Regions from separate parts of the Zea mays genome. Here region 2 is linked to region 1. A link is a contact called in public Hi-C data. All regions are on one chromosome and are shown on one strand. The core of a region is the stretch at or near the end of the contact, and the rest is flanking DNA. Distances in the headings are between cores, read along the strand shown. Region 1 holds the start of LOC100382816. Region 2 holds the start of LOC100286850.

The links. Hi-C and Micro-C count contacts between places; a contact is called where the count stands out from the background.
Region 2: a contact with region 1 is called in a Hi-C map of bundle sheath, with 4 times the contacts expected there. The contact joins the promoter of LOC100286850 here to the promoter of LOC100382816 in region 1. A contact is called at or near these places in 2 of 25 Hi-C or Micro-C datasets (bundle sheath and leaf).

Annotation. Positions count from the first base shown.
Region 1 is chr2:220,628,733-220,632,024 of Zm-B73-REFERENCE-NAM-5.0, forward strand. It overlaps LOC100382816, which reads left to right and starts at 1,740. Exons shown (of 2, transcript NM_001368202.1): 1 at 1,740-3,292. The coding sequence starts at 1,874.
Region 2 is chr2:220,773,989-220,777,280 of Zm-B73-REFERENCE-NAM-5.0, forward strand. It overlaps LOC100286850, which reads left to right and starts at 1,644. Exons shown (of 7, transcript NM_001159621.2): 1 at 1,644-2,121. The coding sequence starts at 1,815.

The sequences.
Region 1 (3,292 bases), core at 490-2,989:
TAAACTATCAGTTGCTATATTGGTTTTCAGTAATGTACATCCGAAGATAAGGGTTTTTTGGATAAGCTCGAGGGACAATGTTTGTCGAGGATGAGTGATAACTTGAGCCATGGAGCAGTGTTCACTGCGCTGCTCGAAGCTTAGGGGTTGCGCGTAGGCTTCCCCACAGTATATAGATTGGTTCTTCAGTGTGGTCACAACCTAGTTGTAGTCGTCGTCGAGGCCTGCCAATAGCATTTTTGCTATTTCTATTTTTAGCTCTTTCAATTTGGATTTTTAGATTTCAGACCCTGTTTGGTTAGAGAGACTAATTTTAGCCCCTGGTTTTTAGTCCTGTTTAGTCCCTATTTTACCAAACGGAAGGACTAAAATATATACTAATTGGCTTTAGTCTCTAGTCCCTCACATGAATGCTAAAAGAGACTAAAGGGCAGCATTTACTCTAAATGACCTTACTTAGAAAACTGGTGTCATATACGGGAAACAAGAAAAAGACTATTTCAGTCTTTTATATGTTGCATTTAATGCATTCGGGTCAGTTTAGTCCTCATATATAGGGTTGGAAATGGATGTATGGAAATCCAAATTATCCTTGTTGTATTCGTTAAAACTGCTAATATGGATATCTGTATCCGTATTCGATTTCAATATGGATGTCAAATGGACGTATCCGAATTCGATTTATAGTACCTTTTCTCTATCTGATTCCGTATTTGTATTTAAAAAACAATAAACATACGATACTATCCGTATTTGTGAAAAAATATGTTCGATGAAACCATTTAAAACTTAATTTTATCACTGATTACTAATTACAAATGATTTTATGTTTAATAATATACTAGAAAAATGATATATACCATTTAAATATTAAAAATATTTATATGATAAATAAATAAATAAATCACCCTTATATTTCTTGTGATATTCAATAATAAAATTCAACTATAACTCTCCACTTTGTCTATATAGTGAACACATCTCAACAAAGTTTCATAAACATTCAACTATAACTCTCCACTTTACAATATATAGATATTTTTCTTCATGTTTTCATTTATGTTTTGGTACACACATTTATATAGGGCATTCATTCATTTTAGAATGATTTTTTCTCTCGATACATTAACTATTTTATATCAATTTTTGTTTACTCGTATTTGTACAAATGTTATTTATTAAATATAATGTGTTGTTATTTATCTTTGTTACATGATTCGATAGTTTAAAAATATTATTTATATAGTTTTGTTGACTTGGATATCGAGGTTCACGAGAAATCTACTTTAATTTAAATTTGTTTTGACTATATACTTACTATCTATAAACTTATACTTAAATAAAAATCAACATATGTGAAATTTTAGAGTATGTTGTTTGAGTTGAATTGAGTAAATATCCGAATAACAATTCAGATTCGACTATCCGTTTTGTATGCATATCCGAAGATATTCGAATTCATATCCGAATTTGGACTAAAATTTGGTAAACTGTGACATTCGAATTTGTATATGTACATATTCGATCTGTTTCCACCCCTACTCATAGTACTAATGGAACCAAATATAGCTTTAGAGTGATTAAATTTTAGTCACCTTGCTTTAGCTCATGATTCAAAGTGGCCTTTATTGAGGAAGGCAAACTAAAATTACGCGCGGGTTACATGGACTTTTTCGTTCTACCGCTGTACCGTTCAACGTCAGCGAATCATTAAGAAACGCCCGGCCCACGAAAGGCCCAACTATCTCTCTCCCATTCATCATCCTCTCCGAATCCCTGTCAGTCGCCAACCTCTCTCCCCTCCAAACCCTAGCTAGCTCCTCCTATCGGGAGAGATTCGATCTCGCCCTTCTCGCCGTGGGACCGTCGGCGCATGTCCTCCGGCGGCAACCCCAACCCAACCGGCGCTCCCACCCAGCCGCGTCCAATGCATCAGCAGCAGCAGCCTCAAACGGGCGGCTCACCGGCAACGCCCATGACCCACCTCCGCCCTCCCTCCCTCGCCGGCTCCCCCTTCCAGGGCCTCTTCCACACGCCGCCCACCCACAACCCCGCCTTCCAGATCCACATGGGTGCCTCGTCATCACCCCAGACTCCGCTCATGGCCGCCACTGCAGGATCGGCCAAGCGCCCCCCGCAAAAGCCCCCTGTCCGGCCCCTGGCACCCGGCTCAACCTCGTCGGCCGCAGCGGCCTCGGCGGCTGCCGCGTACAAGGCTGCGGCCGCGGCGGCGGCCGTTGCCAACTCTGGGGGCGTCGACCTCACCCCCGCCGCGCGGCGCAACAAGAAGCGCAAACTCCCCGAGAAGCAGCTCCCTGACCGCGTCGCCGCGCTGCTCCCAGAGTCCGCCCTCTACACGCAGCTGCTCGAGTTCGAGGCCCGCGTGGACGCCGCGCTTGCGCGGAAGAAGGTAGACATCCAGGAGGCGCTCAAGACGCCGCCCTCGCTCCAGCGCACACTCCGCATCTACGTCTTCAACACCTTCGCCAACCAGGGGCCTCGCACCATCCCACCGCCCAAGAATGCTGACCCGCCAACCTGGTCGCTCAAGATCATTGGTCGCGTGCTGGAGGACGGCGCCGAGCTGGATCCTTCCAGTGTTGTGCCCAAGCACAACCCAGTGTACCCCAAGTTCTCCCAATTCTTCAAGAGGGTGACTATAGCGCTGGACCCCTCTCTGTACCCAGAGAATCCGCTCATCATCTGGGAGAATGCACGGACAGCTGCCCAGCAGGAAGGGTTCGAGGTAAAGAGGAAAGGGGATAAAGAGTTTGTTGCAAACATCCGGCTGGAGATGAACTACAATCCTGAGAAGTTCAAGCTGTCACAGCCGCTTATGGAGGTGCTTGGGGTGGAGGTGGACACTCGCGCACGGGTGATTGCTGCCCTCTGGCAGTATATTAAAGCAAAGAAGCTTCAGAACCCAAATGATCCTTCCTTCTTCATGTGTGACCCTCAATTGAAGAAGGTGTTTGGGGAGGACAAGCTCAAGTTTGCAATGCTGTCACAGAGGATATCTCAGCATCTGTCTGCCCCGCCACCCATCAATTTGGAGCACAAGATTAAGCTGTCGGGGAATGAAGCGCATAGCAGTGCTTGCTATGATGTGCTGGTGGATGTTCCCTTCCCGCTGCAGAAAGAGATGATGGCATTCCTTGCCAACACAGAGAAGCACAAGGACATTGAGGCCTGCGACGAGGTGATATCTGCTTCGATCAAGAAGATCCATGAGCATCGCAGGAGGAGGGCCTTCTTCCTGGGTTTCAGCCAGTCCCCAGTGGAGTTCATCAAT
Region 2 (3,292 bases), core at 394-2,893, 150 kb after region 1:
GTTTTCACCCCAATCCATATGGATTGAGAGGGTTTTAATCTCTAGTAAGTCAAAATCCCTCTTAATCCGTATCAATCCCCTCCAATCCATATGGATTGAAAATAACCGAACAAGCCCTGAGAGTGAGCGTATGAACCCTGGAACCAGAGGAATAACAATCTGCCCGAAAGGAAAACCGGCGCTGCCTTTACCTTTACCGCCACGTCAATTCGGCAACGCGAGGAGCCCGCCCGAGCTCGAGCCACACGGGCCCACGGCCCAGCAGTTGACCTGCGCTGGAGGTTGGGTTGGCGGATGCGGGCAACTGCCACTCATCCCACCGAGAGTCAACGCAACAAAAATAAGAAAAAGGCCATAAAGAAACGGCAGGCGAGGGTCGCAAGTATACATGTACATGTGGGCCGGCCTGGCCCGACACGGCACAGGCCCACAAAAGCACGGCCCACAAAGGCACGGCCCACAAAAGCACATATCTAATTATGGGTCGTGCCGTGCCAGCACGTGTGCCCAGTCATCGACCCACGGCACGGTCCACAATTAGTTATGTGTGCCAGGCCGGCCCAAATAGCCCAAAATACCTTAATATGCCAGACCGGCCCATATACATACAACAGTAATACATCAACAAAAAGTAATATATATATATATATATATATATATATATATATGACCAAAATAAAACTAAGATGTTTTGTGGATGCATATAAACCTTTGGTCAGAAAGAAAAAAACAACTAGCTCATAAATAATATTTAGTTCTCTGTTTAGTGTTTAATTGAGTACTATACATCCATACAGAATACATATACAATGATCATCACTATTCACTATCCATATCTAGGTATTGGTTCTCGATGGCTTATTGAAGCTCTAGATTCTCCAAGTTATGCTAGTCATGTGAGCTTTGACGAACCTTAGTTAAATACTGAGTCTATATTTAGTGGGCATCGGTGGGCCTTAGTTAAATGGGCCATGCCAGACCGGCCCGTGGGCTTGACATGAGGCCCAGGCACGACCCACAATATGGGCCGTGCCGGCCCAGTCCCACAATTAGGTTGGGCCGTGCCAGATATGGGCCGTGCCAAAAATTGTGTGCTTTGGGCCGGCCTATTAGGCACAGCACAAATGTAGTCGCAAGACACCGCACACAAGTAGGCGACCACACGAGAATGCTTCCAAGTTCGGTGCCACCAGCTGACCAGCCGCAGGCCGCAGCGCGCGATCCTGTGTTCTTTTCGCTGCGCCAAGCGATTGGACAGCGTGAAGCAGGCGCTCCGGTCTCCGGCGCCAAATCCGTCGCCGGCACCTCGCGAGCGTGGATACGTTGCCTCATCTGATGATCTGACCGACAGTGCACATCGGCCTAGCCGCCTAGTGCGGTGCCTGTCGTTTTCGCTTGGAGGGAAAAAAAGCGCAGTGGTGGTTTGTGCCGCGCTCCGTGGTGTTCAGAGTTTGTATTGTATCACTTGTTCAGGTGAAGATAATTTTCTGAAACAGTGGAGTTTCACCAACAATATACAAAAAATTGGCAAGCCCACGAGATTAAGAAAAGCTCTTCTTTTTCTCTAAAAAATGTTTTACAAACATTAAAAACTTTTGTTAAGGACCTGCTTATGAATTCCTCAATTACAGGAGGACCAAAACAGAAGACGATAGCCTAGATCCTTTTTTTTTTCTTCTAGAGGAGCCGTAGGCGAATGTGCCGTCTAGTCTTCCGCCCCTCTTCTTCCCGGGAGAGCTCGAGCTCCTCCTCTTCCTATCGCTGCGTGCCTCGCAGCTCCGCCAGCTGCACCTTCCACCCCTCCCTAGCGGTATATGGCATCCCCGTCCTCCTGCAACGCCACGGGCGTGCCGTTCACCCTGCTGGGCGCGCTCATCACCGCCGGACCCGCCGCCTGGCCGGCCTGCGTCGGCGGCGGCCGCGCCTTCCTCCGGGACTACGCGCGGCGCGGGACCAACGCGCTGCTGTGGGCGGGCCTCCTCGCCGTCACCTGGCTCCTGCTCCTCCGCGTCGCCGCGCTTCTCCGCCTCTGGGCGCTCGGCTCCCGCATCCCGGGGCCCCGCGCGCTAATCGCCGACCCCGGGCTCGCCTCCGTCTTGCGCAACGGCGGCGACATCTCCGGTTGGTGCCCGCTCCTTACCTCCTGTTCATGTTAACAGTATTCGGTTCAGTTGGTTGGGTTCAGTTAGTTCGGTGGTTGCTATGGGATTGAGATTTGACGCGGGTGCGACCTCTGCACCCGGTAAAAATTTTCTGTGCAGCATGTTTGACTTACTCGGTGCCTATGTGCCACTTGGTTACTGTTCGATTGGGAACTGGATGTGATTGGATGGAGACATTCGATTCCAGATTTGTGTAGCTCCTTCCTGCGTCAGATGTTGGGCACTAGCCAGCTACTTTAGCGCTGGTCTGTTTGGGATTTCATATTTTGATTTGATTGATTGATTTATGTGGAATTTCGCTTTAGTATAGCCTGATCTGGGTGGGATTAGACCATTTCAGGTGGGGGCCTATGCGCTAGTGATCCATGTTCGTTTTTTTTGTTTGGCTGCTACTGATAATATGATATGTGATCTGTACAATTGGCGCAACACTTAGCAAAATTGCTTCACTGAGCTTTGATGCTTTGTCCACGCAGCAACTGCACTGGTCGTCTCACAGCTACCTTATATCACGATTTATTTCTGCAGGTTCGCTGATGATCTGTGATTGACCTTGTCTCGCTGTTTGAATTTTGATCAAATTATTTATATCTTTAATGCAAGTTTATACTTTAGGTTCATAGTGTCTGGACCAGTTCTACTTCTGAGGGGCCAATTCAGATTTTGTCAATTTATTAGGTTTTCTGTTCTTGTCATGATCTAGTTGTAGTATGTCTCATCATCTTCCTCCTTTTGGTCTCCCTCCTATGATTCAGGGGAAACAAGCAGAAGAGGAAATCAAGTTACTTTTAAAATTCTTATTATTGACAAATCTTTCTCATCACTGCTGGATTTGATTTTTGTCAACTGTATGTCTTATAAGTTATATGGACCTATATTCTAGTTTTCCTGAGAATGTGCATTTTTGTGTGTGTAGAACTTACTAGGCAAGTAGGCCTAACATTGAGGGTGCTGTGTTTTAAATACTACCAGCCATAAATGGGTAGACATAGGTTCCTGCATTATTTTGTTGATGAATAATATTCGGTCCCACGTGATCTAGCATTGGTAGTGTTGTTCTTGAGCATGGGTATACGATGGCCCACTTGACCACTTTAGAGCCCATGCCATTAAAGTTTTAGCTTATTTTG